3 separate regions of the Sus scrofa genome follow, and regions 2 and 3 are each linked to region 1. The links are chromatin contacts, called in public HiChIP or PLAC-seq maps. All regions are on one chromosome and are shown on one strand. Each heading gives the region's core, a stretch centred on a gene start, on an enhancer-like site or on the middle of the called end of the contact. The rest is flanking DNA. Distances are from core to core; before and after follow the strand shown. Region 1 holds the start of TM9SF1 (transmembrane 9 superfamily member 1). Region 2 holds the start of DHRS4 (dehydrogenase/reductase (SDR family) member 4). Region 3 holds the start of NFATC4 (nuclear factor of activated T-cells, cytoplasmic 4).

Region 1 (4,287 bases), core at 978-3,477:
ATCAAACATGCAACCTCATGGTTCCTAGTCAGATTTGTTTCCGATGCGCCACGACAGGAACTCCTGGGTGCAGCCATTTATTTTTGTTTGTTTGTTTTTGTCTTTTTGCCTTTTCTAGGGCCGCTCCTGTGGCATATGGAGGTTCTCAGGCTAGGGGGCCTACGCCAGAGCCACAGCAACGTGGGATCTGAGTCGCGTCTGCGACCCACACCACAGCTTATGGCAACTCGGGATCCTTAACCCATTGAGCAAGGCCAGGGAGTGAACCTAAAACCTCATGGTTCCTAGTCAGATTCGTTAACCAATGAGCCACGACGGGAGCTCCTGGGTGCAGCCATTTAAAAAAAAAAAAAAAAGGTTTCAATTTAAAACTGGATGGGGTTCCAGAGGGAAAGGTATCCAGAGAAGTAATTTAGATCCATGTCTGGGAGGGCTAATATGCCAAACTTTCTGGACTCCTATATTACTCATAGTTAAATTCTGGTGTGCATCAAAATCATAGCTTGTTAAAAAATAGATGCCCAGTCCCCTCCTTCCCCAAGATCCTGATTTGGTGGAACCCAAGCACCTGTTTTTAATGTTTCTAGTTGAATATGTATGATGCACAACAGGATTTAAAAACCACTATTGCAAACTATTTATATAACACAAAAGCAGACTCACAGGTATAAGAGAATAAGCTAGTGGATATGGGGAGGGGGTGAGTGTGTGGGGGTGGCGATATAGGGGGAGAATGCAAGGTACAAACTATTGGGTGTAAGATAGGCTCAAGGATGTATTGCACAACATGGGAAATATAGCCAATATTTTGTAATAACTGCATATGGAAAGTAACATTTAAAACTTGTATTAAAAAAAAAAAAAAGAATCACTGCTGCAGGAAATAGGACATCCTTAAGATTAAAAAAGAAAAAAAATCCTTACAGCAGCAGTGTGGAAAATGGATCCAAGGGGAGAGGTGACTAAGAGGCTAGCAAGATGGTTGTCATATTTTAAGTGAGGGCATGGGGCCAGAACCTAGGCAGCATGGAGAGCAATTTCGAAGATATTTGAGAGAAAAGCAGAGGAACCTTGGTGGCACTGATTTTAGCGGTGGGGTGGGGGTGGGGCGGTGTGGTTAATTGTGAAAGAGGCCCAGGTTTAGAGACCAGATGATTGTCATATACAAGACTATCCCAAAGCCACTCTAGCTTACTTTTCTAATTACAAAATTCTTTGTCCAAAAATCTTAGTCTCCTACTTCCAGGATCTGAACCTCCTCCTGTGGAGAGGAGGGCTGAAGTGAGTAAATGAAGGACTTTTCAAGCCATAAGCAACTCGAGACTTGTAGCTGTCTTTACTCAGGGAGAGGGACCCCTAAGTCAGCTTCCCGACATGTTGCTCCCAGGGGGCCAAACGAAGTCACAGTCCTGGGTTTTGATCTCCAGGGTAATTTGCCTAATGGCAGATCCCTTGACAAATGAGTGTAAACTTTTCCAGAGTAATCTGCGATACAAAATTAAGAAAGGCAGAGTTCCCATCCTGGCGCAACGGAAACGAATCTGATTAGGAAGTGTGAGGTTTCGGGTTCCATCCCTGGCCTCGCTCAGTGGGTTAAGGACCCGGCGTTGCTGTCAGCTGTGGTGTAGGTTGCAGACACTGCTGGATCTGGCGTTGCTGTGGCTGTGGTGTAGGCTCCGATTAGACCCATAGCCTGGGAACCTCCATATGCCTCGGGTGCGGCCCTAAAAAGCAAAAACAAACAAACCCAAAAAACAAAATTAAGCGAGGCTCAAACACATACACACAGGTAAATAAAAATAAAGACACAGAAATCAAAGCATGTTGAGATTCTTTACCTGCAATTTACATTAAGTGTCAGGGTGCCCAACTCACGGGGTAAAAGTGCAAACATCCTATTTCTTTGCGTGCTTCTACACCAGACCTGGCCCAGGCTCAGCTATCGCTGGACACAGGACGGTCGTTAAAAGATCATGGCTCCAGTACAGTCTTCGGAAGATGTATCACATATTTGGTTTGGGGCGAGAGGCCACTCATGACGGTTGGTAGAGCAATAGTCAGGTGAGATCCAGACTCTGCGATCCTTTCATGGGCTGTGTCCTCGCTGTCCTAGCATAGCGACGCCCAAAGCCTCACACCCGCCCGGGCTGGGGGCCCTGAACCGCCTCTCGGGGCTTGGCCTCAGCAGTGGGTGGCGAGTCCCATTGGTTGAGCCCGCAAATGCTTCGGACGTACACCAGGTGTGGGCGCAGCCGCCGCCCGGGCTCGGTGTCCTGGGTAGTCACTGGGCGCGCTGCGGGAACTGTTCTCAGGCGTCCAACCCAAACCTTGCCGGGAACAGGCGGCCCGCTTGGCGGCGACTCTTATCCAAAAGGGGCGTCTGTGTCCCCAAAGCCAGTTCTCAACCGCAGCCCCCTCCCGGGGAAAGCGGGAAGGATTGGAACAGCAACGGCCGCGGGGGGGGCGTGGCCCCCTGCTGGCTCCAGGAAGGGGCCGAGGTCCCCGCGGGTGAAGGCGGAAGTGGTAAGACTGACGTGTCCTGAGCTGCCCTTCCGATCGCCTGGAGGGCCCCCTGCCAAGCGACAGGCTAGGCAAGCCTCGCGGGGGCTCCAGAGCCGGGCCCGGCCTCTGGCAGTGGAAAGCTCCTTGCAGAACCCTTAAGTGAGCTGGGAGCGGTGTCTCGCGGTGTGATCGCAGCCGCTGCGATCAGGCACTGCAGCGGCCAGCCCCGTGGAGGTCAGTCGTCGGGTCCTCTCCAGGCCCCCGCTAGCGCGCCGCTCTGGGGGAGACCCCGGCAAGAGCGCAAGGGCTGCTGCGGGGCGGCAGAGGCCGCTGGCGGCGCCTCGGCCAGCCCTTCCCGCGCGGAGAGCACCCTGGGGCTGCGGCGGGAAGGTGCGAGGCCGCGTGGCGTTGCCATGGAAACGGGCTGGGGCGCGCGGGGAGGTCCGGAGCAGAAGGGCTAGCAGAGGGGGTACCCCAGGTTGAGAAGACTAGGGAGCAGAGGCAGAGCCCAGTGTTCGGTTTAGAGACGTGGTGTGGTGTGGCGGTTGGGGAGGTGGCCTCCTGAGGGAGGGTCGGAAGGGCCAAGGGGAGGAATTGGAGCCATTGGGCGTCGTTTGACCCTGGTTCCGATAACTGCAGGATTCCCCCAAACAGGTTCCGCTGCCTAAGGATGACAGTTCTAGGGCACCTTCGAAGTTGGAGCTGCCGGTGGTTGCCACTCTTGCTGCTGCTGGGCACAGGCCGTGAGCCAGGGGTGGAAGGTGTGACACACTACAAGGCCGGCGACCCCGTCATTCTGTATGTCAACAAAGTGGGACCTTATCATAACCCTCAGGAGACTTACCACTACTATCAGCTTCCAGTATGCTGTCCTGAGAAGATTCGTCACAAAAGCCTTAGCCTGGGTGAAGTGCTGGATGGGGACCGAATGGCTGAGTCTTTGTACGAGATCCGCTTTCGGGAGAATGTGGAGAAGAGAATTCTATGCCACATGCAGCTCAATTCCGCGCAGGTCAGCCTCTCCACATTGACTAGAACTTAGCCCTCCCTGCCAGGGACTAATAACGTGCCTTTACGGTTTGCAAAGCAGCTTTGTGGAAATGGGCCGAGTTGATAATAACTACAACCCCTTGTGGCAGGCAGGGGAAATGGTATATTTGCATTTGATTAACAAAGAAACATAGTAACTTTTTCAGGACTACAGGGATAGTAAATTGCAGAGCTGATGTTGGTGCCCAGGGATCCAGACTCAGAGCTTCTCTGTTGGTAGTAGGGTACCAACTATCACTCCTATGTAGTCATGTCTTCCCACTCCTACCTCTCGGCATTTCCAACTGGCTCTTTTACACTCTACCTAATTTTCCCTGGCATACTTTTTTCTTCAGCAGTTCCTATCTCAATTTTTCCTTGGTCTACTCCAGACCTTCTTATGCCTTGCCCATCTCCTTTTTCTGGTTCTTAACCATGTCAATACTTGTTCATTTCAGAGAATCCCAGTTTACTGGGGTCTAACACAGTGGTTCTTTCTTTCTTTCTTTCTTTCTTTTTTGTTTTTTTTTTGTTTTTTTACAGCTATACTCACTGCATATGGAGGTTCCCACGCTAGGGGTCAGAGCTGTAGCTGCTGGCCTATGCCACAGACACAGCAACACAGGATCTAAGCAATATCTGCAACCTACACCACAGCTCATGGTAACACCAGATCCTTAACCCACTGAGCAAGGCCAGGGATCAAACCCGCATCCTCATGGATGCTAGTTGGGTTTGTTAACCACTGAGCCATGA
Region 2 (4,789 bases), core at 2,204-4,703, 150 kb after region 1:
TGGAAGTTCCTAGGCCAGGGATCAAACCTGCACCGCAGCAGTGACCTGAGCCACAGTGGTGACAATGCTGAGTCCCAAACCCCTAGGCAACCAGGAAACTCCTCTCCAATGTACATGTGAGCATTTGCCAAATGAGTCCTTACACATGGAACAACCTTATGCTGTCTATTATACTACCATCATTTCATGTCCTCCTTGTCTATGATCACCCAAATTATTACCATCACCTTCCATTCCGTTAGCACAATATCCTTTACTTACCATTCTTTGGTAGCCTCCCTTCTGTTCTAAAAGATAAAGGTATGGGTGTTCCCGTCGTGGCGCAGTGGTTCATGAATCCGACTAGGAACCATGAGGTTGCAGATTCGATCCCTGGCCTTGCTCAGTGGGTTAAGGATCCAGCGTTGCCATGAGCTGTGGTGTAGGTTGCAGATGTGGCTCAGATCCCGCGTTGCTGTGGCTCTGGCGTAGGCCGGTGGCTACAGCTCCGAATGGACCCCTAGCCTGGGAACCTCCATATGGTGCAGGAGCGGCCCTAGAAAAGGCAGAAAGACCAAAAAAAAAAAAAAAAAAAGATAAAGTATGTGCCCCAAGCCTAGCAAAGAGCAGCCTCCTTTGCCAGATGGTCATATTTTCTTGTGCAGCTGGAAGGCTGGTACCAAGTACTAACTCAGATGGTGGCCTAGACACTGTCTTTGAAACTAAAGTCAAAGTGGGCACCTAAGCCCTGAGCTGATGGGGAAATGCCTGGTAGTCTGTAAGCAGCTTGGCAAGTCTGGGTTGGCTCACAGCTCTTCTCTTATCAGCTGTAGGACTGGGGATGTTGCTCTAGCTTTCTAAACCAGCCTTTAAACAGGGAGACTAGTCCTGGCTTTGTTTGCGTTGCTGTTTAAAGATAATCCACAGAGTTCCTATTGTGGCTCATCAGTAACAAACCGGTCTAGTATCCATGAGGACGTGGCTTTGGTTCCTGGCCTCGCTCAGTGGGTTAAGGATCTGGCATTGCCATGGGCTGCGGTGTAGGTTGCAGACAAAGCTTGGATCTGGTGTTGCTGTGGCTGTGGTATAGACTGGCAGCTATAGCTCTGATTCCACCCCTAGCCAGGGAATCTCCATAGGCTGTGGGTGCGGCCCTAAAAAACAAAACACAACAAACAAACAAACAAAAAGATAACCCACATAAGGCTCTGAACAAAGTGAATGGCACACAGTAGGTGGTTGAAACATGGTGGGCTGCCTCCTGCAGGCTCCTAGGGACTCAACTTTAAAAGATGAATAAACAGTTTATTAGCTCATAGTGGGAATACCCACTTTGTGATTGTAATTACCCTTCTCATCTGCCCAATGAGATTGGAAGCTACTGAAAAGCCAGGACCAGCTGGCTTTTTTTGGGTGCCCCAAGGGACAGTGCAGGGTTGCAGCCTTAGAGTGGTTTTTGATTTTTTGACTGAGATGGGATGATTTTTGGAGACAGAACTGAAAGTTACACAATAAAAATGTGCTGGTGGACTTGTGTGAGTATGCGGAACACACTGTTATCTTTTAGTTAACAGTGCCAGCATGGATCACACCCATGTTGTCCAGGCTCTGTGCTCATATCCTATTGCTCACCATGGCCACCAGTCGCTCCCGGTCCTCGGCCTTCCCCACGTGGCACACGGTGCCCGTCACGCTCAGCCCCTCCCCCTGCAGTGTTGCCACTGTCCGGTCCACATTCTCCTGCTTCCGGCTGCTGACCACCACGTGGGCCCCATCCTGGGCCAGACGCCGGGCGATGGCGAGGCCGATCCTGTGGGCCAGAGAGAGATAAGGATAAGTCAAGCCTAGCACAGGAAACGAGTAAGAGCATGGGCTCTTGAGTCAGACTGCCTCCGTTCTGAATTCCAGCTCTCCCTCTGTATGACCTCCTGTGTTAGGCAAGGTTGATGGCATAGCCATTACCATAAAGATGGACAAGCTTAGCATATGTTCGGCATTGGTTTACTTATTTTTCTCAGGACCCTGAGGTGAGGTTCCCATGGTCACAGGCCCCCCATCCCTCAGGGATTAAGGGGAGAGAAATGAGGTAGGGGTATAGCAGTGAGACTCTGATTGGACAGTCTCACTCAGAAAAGCCCCTTCGCCCAAATATCTACTAGTCTACATCATCTCAATATTCTCTCCTTAGTTATCTTTTAAGAGTTATCTTTTGTCAAATAAATCGGAGCTGCAGCTGCTAGCCCACACCACAGCCACAGCAACACCAGATCCAAGCTTTGTCTGCAAACTATACCACAGCTCACGGCAATGCCAGATCCTTAAACCGCTGAGGGAGGCCAGGGATTGAACCTGAGTCCTCATGGATAGAAGTTGGGTTGCAGCTGAGCCACAATGGGAACTCCACAAACGTAAATTTTTTACATACCCCCTCTGGAGAAAAGGTTACATATATTGCCCTTGTTAGCCATTAGCATTTCCCATTTGTATTTGAGATTTGTGAAGAGCTGGCATCTAGCAAGATTCTGTGGGGATAAGAAACAGCGTAGACAAAAGTGGTTAGTGAGAAACAGGCTAGGTGAGGGAGGCCAAAATGTACAGAACTAAACACACATCTGGGAGTTCCTTTCATGGCTCAGCGGTTAACAAATCCGACTGGTATCTATGAGGACACAGGTTCAGTCTTGCTCAGTGGGTTGAGGATCCAGCTTTGCTGTGGCTGTGGTGTAGGCCAGCAGCTGTAGCTACCATTAGACCCCTAGCCTGGGAACCTAAAAAGAGAAAAAAAATTAAATCTGGACAGCATATGGGTCTTGTGTCTGTTCTAGGTAAGGGGTGCAGCTCTGTGAGACTCCTGGGTGTCAAAATGGGGTGCCTGGAACATTTCCACAGTGGGTGGAGGCACTGGATGGATTTTTGGCATCTGGACTGTTTTGGATTTCAGTCCAGGACCCTGGGAGGTTGGACTGATGGGGGTGAGGTAGGGTCAGCACCAAGGTGGAGCAGTAGAGCCAGAGGCAACAGTGACAAGAGGGCTGGCAATGAGTGTGGGGTGGTGATCAGGCCCTGGGCATTCCGAGGGGCCGCAGGCCAACCACGTGGTTCCTTCCTGCCTGGGAGGAACTCTGGCTATGTGTGAGGCCTGAGGACGGGGGCACAGGAGGCAAAGGACAAGGAATTAGTACCTGTTTGCAGACAGCGGGGTGCCTTTGAGACTTGGGCCCCCGGGCACTCACCCGTCAGTGGAGGCTGTTACTAGTGCCACCTTATTCTCGAGCGGTTTTCGGCGCTCCACCCCGGTGCTGGCCATCCGCACCGACTTCCACGTCTGGGAACAGGCCCTCAGTAACTGCCCCGCCGCCCGCATGTTGCAGACCAGGTTCTGAGTTCTGTCCCGCCCAGGGAAGTTGACAAAATAGAACCAGCGGCGGGGGTGGGGCGAGCCGCGTCCCCGCGCAGCTGCGCATTCCGCTCCCAGTTGTCCTCTCCCCTCCCCCTGCTCCCCGCCCCTCTATCCCCGCCTCCACTGTCCCCACCAGCCCTAGATTTGGACGGCTTTTCCCGCTCCCCGCCCGCTTTGCGCTGAGGGCCCGCTGTGGCCTCGGCCGCCCCCTGCCGGCCACGGCCGTGATGTCTTGCAGTCTCCCAGTCCACGTGGCGGGTGGGTGTGGACCGTGCTGTCGGTTCTGGTTTCCTGTAGGGCAGCCCGCACCTCCGGGAGCCAGAAGACTCATCTGTCTTCCCACCCCTCCTTCTACTTCTGCTTCTCACCCCTCCTTCTACGTCTTTTCTTGGGGGAGAGGGGACTATGAGTCGCTTGCTTTTGCTTCCCAGAACCCCAAGATGGACTTCGTTTTCCAAGGAAGTCCACTTCTGCAATTGCAATGGCCCACGGGAGGACAAATGTTTTGAGATTGCCCATGGCAGTGAGGCCTGAGGTCCCCACAGAGCACCACGTGAGGGTCCCAGGTGAGGGTGGAGGAGCCCAGGAGAGACACATGATGGGGAGCAGCTGAGCTAGGCACTGCCCTTCACCCTAGCTCAAGTTTTCCTCCATCCCCATAGGCCTGGAGGGCGGACTCTCATCACCAGTAGTGACCAGTGTGTGCAATGAAAGATCCTGACAGGATAGGAGCTCTTATACCCTACACCGTAAGAGGACTTCTCCATTTTCAGGACTAAGCAGTAGCAAGGAGGCTAGAAGGTCCCCTAAACAGTGGTGGAAATCCAGGGAAGTCGAGAGCACTCAGGTTCTCTTTAATCGTTATGTCCCCAGGTCCTAGCCTCCATCCTAGCTCAATAAATATTTGTTTAGTGTGTAAGCACTTCATAAACTGTAAACTACTAAACACATAGTAATTATTGCCACCATAGAGTAATTATTATTGCCGCCACAGGCCAGGCTCTTTGTCTGTAAGCTGAAGATGCTAGAGTAGATGATGGATAAGGTCCTCTCTGCCTATAAATTCTGTGTCCAAGACTTCAGCCTCCACTTCTGCCAACTGAGCTGAAATGATCTCCCTCCTGGGTTTCTGGGAGAATTAATAAATCTGGATGGCTTATGGTACATTGTAGAAAGGCCCTGACAGACCCCGTGTCAGCAGCTGAATTGGTTTAACCCCATGGCCTCCAAATGCCAGGCTGAGAAGTTGGGCTGATCCATGGCAGTGTTTTCACTAATTCAAGGCAAAAAAGGAAAAATAAAGAACATATAGTGAGTTTCATAAAGCTAAGCTCATTTAACTTAACCGATAGTCCTTTTTTTCTGGGAAAGGCTTTTGCTCTTTTTTTTTTTGAAGTTTGTCTTTTGGTT
Region 3 (4,367 bases), core at 949-3,448, 170 kb before region 1:
GAATAGCGCCGCTTGCCACAGGGAGAGGCAGGTCTTGGGGAGGCGGGGGTGGGCCCAGGAGCGCTGAGGAGTAGCCAGCTATCCTCTGGCCCCCGGCCTCCAGGGCTCGGACCATACAGGCTCCAGGGGTCATCTGGGGTCCACGGCCTAGGGGAAGCCCGGGGCGAGGGCAGTGGAGAGCCCAGACCAAAGCGGGAGGCTGCCTCATTTAGCTCAGACTCCACCTCATCACAGGCTGCATACAAGGCTGCCTCGTCGGAGGCGTCTGAGAAGAAGCTCCAGGAGGACAGGCTGCTGCTGCCTGGGCTTGGGCTGAAGAAGGGGCCTCCGCCCTGGCCCCCTGCCTCTCGGTAGCCTCCAAAGCCTTCTGGTGGGGGGTAATCCCTGGGGGAGCCTTCCCCCCAGGCATCTGGATTGTCCTCCAGCGTGGCTGGTGGGTCAGGAGTGGGAGAGATGGAAGTGATGCGGATGCTGGGGCACTCAAGAACGCGGCCTCCCCCAGCCCCACCGGAGCTCCCTCCCGGCCCCCCCAGCCTCACTGACCGGGCTGGCTGGCTCTCCCAAGTGCCAGGAGAGGGGGCTGGGCGGGGTGGTGGGGAGTGCATGCCAGGCCGAGGGGGTGGAGGCCGGGGAATGCCAATAGGGGTGGCGCCATAGGGAGGGGGCTCCCCCAGGGCCAGACGGCAGCATGGTGGGGTGTCCTCTGAGTCCAGTTCTGTCAAAATAGAAAGGGAAGGGGACAGAGAGAGGGATGACACAGGAGAGGGGGAGAGAGAGAAGCAGGTGAGATGTCTAGGTTCTTTGAGTGCACAGCCTCCCAAATCCTGTATGCTACCCCCTCCTCAGCAAAGAGGAGTCTCTGAGATGCCCTTCAGAGCCACAAGACAAAGCAAAGTTGGACGTGGGAAGGTGGATACAGATCCACGCACGCCAGGCTCAGGGAACCTCACGGTCTGAGCTCCTGGCCCTGGGACCTGGGGTACCAGACGGGGCGGGTCTTAAGGTGAGGGAGGCGGGTTGAGAGCGGCTGGAGCTGGGCCTGGAGGCGTGTTTAAGGGAAGCGTTGGGCTGGGCTGGGGGCGACTCACACATGAACCCAATTAGCAGCGGTTCCCAAACCCCCAAACGGCGCTGGCAGGAGCCCCAGTTGCCATCGCAACGGTGGCCGGGGGAAGGGGGGCGCCAGGGCCGTGATGACGAGTGGTGGTGGCTCCTCCCTCGCTCCCCCCAATCTGGGGGCGGGGGTGCAACCGAGGGGGTGCAGTGCGCCGGCCGGGCGAGGGCGGGGTTGGAGGGGGGGGCGCAGGCTGTGCGGATTCGTGCGAGCGGCCGGCCGCCGCCCCCGGCTCGATCCCCGCCATCTGCCTCTCATTGCGGCCAGACAGGGGAGGGGGAGGGGAGCCCTGGCGGGGCCTGAGAGCGCCCCCAGCCCCCGGCGTCTAGGCTGCGGGCCTAGGGATCGGTCCCCAAAGGGCAACCTCTAGAGCCCAACCTCCCTTTCCCTGGCGGCGCCTCGGGCTCTCGGGACCGCTGTTCCCGCCCGCCCCCATCCAGTGACAGTCGGCGGAGCCGAGCGAGAGGCGGCGCGCAGCCAACAGCACCCCCACCCCCACCCCAGTCACGACCTAAAAAGGAGAAAGTGGTGCCCGGCCCCCAGCCTCACCTCCACAGATCCTCGAGCCCTGGGACTCCCCTCAACCTCTGGCCCCCTCATCTCTCACCCCAGGCTCTCTACCTTAAAGTCCCCAGCTTCGGGATCCCCTCGCCCGTCCCTCACGAACCCCAAGACCCCTTCCCAGCCCCGCACTAACCTTCCCCCGAACCGCCCGCACCCAGCGGGGGGGCCTCCTTTTCCTCCCCGAACACCAGCTTAAATTCCAGCTCCTCATCCTCGCAGCTCGCTGCCCCCATGGATCCGGCCAAAGCCCCCAGGTCCCGGGCTGGGTGGGAGGGGGGGAGTCTCAGGAGGCTGCAGTCTCTAGACCGGTGGCTCCCTCCCTCCCTTCTCCGAGACGCCCCCTCCTTCGCCGCTGCCGCCTCCCTCTGGACGCCCCCTCGTTATTATAGAAACTTTTCCAAACTTTTTTCCCCAAACTTCTTCAAAGTGCCCCCCCCAGCCTGTCCCTGATTGGCTGCCCGGGATGCTCCAGCCCCGCCTCCAGGGATGAGATGGGAAAACCACGCGCGCCTTGTCCTCCCCCACCCTCCTTCCCTCTGTCCTCTCTCCAGTCCCTCCCCCTCAAAAAAAAAAAAAGAACAAAACTGAATTGGAAAACGGTCCCTCAAGCGTGGTACGACCATAATGATGCCTATTGGCTCGCAGTTATGACAATCATTTCCCGCAGGGAGCGCTACCACCACAATCCCCAACTTAGCCTAAGTTCAGAGGCTCTGGGTCCGAGCGTCTTAAAGGGGCCACATAGTGGGCCCACAATATAGAGGACCCACGGAAGACCTTTTTTAAAGTTCTGGAGAATTGTGCAGCCAGCAACTAACAAGGGAGGACCACCTCTCTCCCCCATTTCCCTCTAAACCTAAGGCCAGGCCGGTTCTGGAGTGCAGCATGGCTCCAGGCTTCTCTGAAGAGGAGCAGGCCATTCCTCTGAAGCTCCCAGCCCTAGGCCCCCCTGACTAGGCCTTCTGGAAGCCTTTGCTCTGCCAAATCAGCCCCTCCACAGGTCATCTCTCCCCGTCTTCCAAAAGTGAAGAATATTTAGCTGTCTCCGGGCACTGTTCAAAGGTCCACGGGCCCATGGGCGATGATCCAGGCCGGGCTTTACCTCTACCCTAGTCTCAGCCACCCAGAGGGAACATTAATTAGCCTCCACGGGAAGTCGGCTCCCTCCTCCCTAGAACTGTAGTCTGGAAAGAATCTCGGATCCGATGGCATCCTGCTCCGGCAATCCTGATAACCCCGGCCAGGTTTACCAGAGCCCCGGAGCCCAGCGACCTGGGGGGCCCCAGGGTTGGACACCTGTCACCTGGGCTGGAGGTGGAAGAAAGACAGAACTGGAGTTTCTAGGAAGGGCAGGCATGGTGGGGCCCTGCTGTATGAGAAGGGGTTCGACTGAGATTCGTGGGGGAGAGGTAACCCTTTCCCCCTAGGCAGACTGTGTGCTTCAAACCTCTCTAACAGGCCTCAGAGATTTTTACTCCAAATCCCTCTGGTTCAGGACCGCGCCACCACCGGTGCCCCAGGCCTGCACCTAAAGGGTTAAGCGACTGGCCCTTGGGTCAGACGTTTACAAACACTCAGGAGCCGGTCGGGGACCGCGCCCCGTACTCTAATGAGAAACAGGCTCGTCGGGGCGGGGGAAGAGGGGAGGGCTGGCCCGGCGGGCCCGAGCTCTGCCGCGGCCGAGGCGGCTCCCCTCCCTTCTCTCCCGTCCTCCCTCTGGCCCGCCCTGGGGACCCCTCCAGCCCCGGGGGACCCCAGTGACGTGCGGAGCTGCCCAGGCGGCGAGCCCAGGGCCACGACGCCGGAGGGGCGGGGAGAAGAAGCGAGGCCGGCGGGGAGAGAAGAATGTTCCGAGGCTGAGCGGGGAGGCGGCCTGGTTTGATTTTTCTTTCTCCCCCCCCCTCCTTTGGTTGGCCTCCTCAGGTTACATTTCCCTTCCAGCTTCATCTCGGAAATAAAGGAAGGAGAGACCCACGGAGGGGGAGAGCGAGGAACATCCTGAGACCGACGGGAAGCCTCCACCTAAGAGGGGGGCAGAAGGAGGTGGGAAGCCCAGGCGAGAAGGGCAGGGGAAGAGACCCCGACGTGGCCCCAGGTCCACCACACGCCGCCCCTACCGCCCCCCACCTCTGCCCCACCTCCGCAGCACAAGCAGACGTGCACATTCTTTTCAAATGTCATATTTCCTTTGATCCTGGGCAGCGTTTCTCCATGTGTCTGGCTCAGCTCCTGCCCAGCCAGCCGCCTCCCCCTCTCACCCCACTTTGTGTATTTTCCTGGAGGTCCCACCCCCTCCTCCCAGCATCTGGAAGGCCCTGAGGGCTGGCGTTGGCGCACATTCCCCTGACGACTCTGGCTTTGCCTTCCAGTGACTCAATTTCCCCTCTGCGGGTGGGGGCCCCGGGGGTGCGGGCAGAGGAAAGAGTTGTTGAGCTTAAATGTGGTGAACAAGCTGGCCTAGAGCGCCAAGCTTCCCTCGGGGGGAGTGGAGGGGGGGGCATCTCCTCATCTCTGAAAACCCTCGGATCTGCCTAGGCTGCAACAGAGTGATGGTTTTCTGACTTGCAACGTCCTGCTAGGGGTAGAGAGGGTAGTTTTAGGTTCAGGTTGTTCTACACGTCTGCCCCCTGGCGGCCACAAAGACCCAGCCAACCTCCTACCCGCAGTCCGGTTTCTCGCCGGCCGGGCC

What was found. HiChIP or PLAC-seq counts read pairs in DNA pulled down with a chosen protein or histone mark.
Region 2: an H3K27ac HiChIP or PLAC-seq map of alveolar macrophages shows a contact between it and region 1. The contact joins the promoter of DHRS4 here to the promoter of TM9SF1 in region 1. A contact is called at or near these places in 4 of 47 Hi-C or Micro-C datasets (fetal liver, heart right ventricle and liver) and 1 of 2 datasets of contacts at active chromatin or transcription factors (alveolar macrophages).
Region 3: an H3K27ac HiChIP or PLAC-seq map of alveolar macrophages shows a contact between it and region 1. The contact joins the promoter of NFATC4 here to the promoter of TM9SF1 in region 1. A contact is called at or near these places in 1 of 47 Hi-C or Micro-C datasets (liver) and 1 of 2 datasets of contacts at active chromatin or transcription factors (alveolar macrophages).

Annotation. Positions count from the first base shown.
Region 1 is chr7:75,101,744-75,106,030 of Sscrofa11.1, forward strand. It overlaps TM9SF1 (transmembrane 9 superfamily member 1), which reads left to right and starts at 2,228. Exons shown (of 6, transcript XM_013978190.2): 1 at 2,228-2,523; 2 at 3,157-3,514. The coding sequence starts at 3,173. It also overlaps a transcript of TSSK4 not described here.
Region 2 is chr7:75,252,141-75,256,929 of Sscrofa11.1, forward strand. DHRS4 (dehydrogenase/reductase (SDR family) member 4) reads right to left here and starts at 3,454. Exons shown (of 8, transcript NM_214019.2): 1 at 3,213-3,454; 2 at 1,612-1,789. The coding sequence starts at 3,343.
Region 3 is chr7:74,927,490-74,931,856 of Sscrofa11.1, forward strand. NFATC4 (nuclear factor of activated T-cells, cytoplasmic 4) reads right to left here and starts at 2,199. Exons shown (of 10, transcript XM_013978173.2): 1 at 1,812-2,199; 2 at 1-715. The coding sequence starts at 1,911. It overlaps LOC110261591 (a long non-coding RNA gene), which reads left to right and starts at 2,230. Exons shown (of 2, transcript XR_002345915.1): 1 at 2,230-3,087; 2 at 3,620-3,940.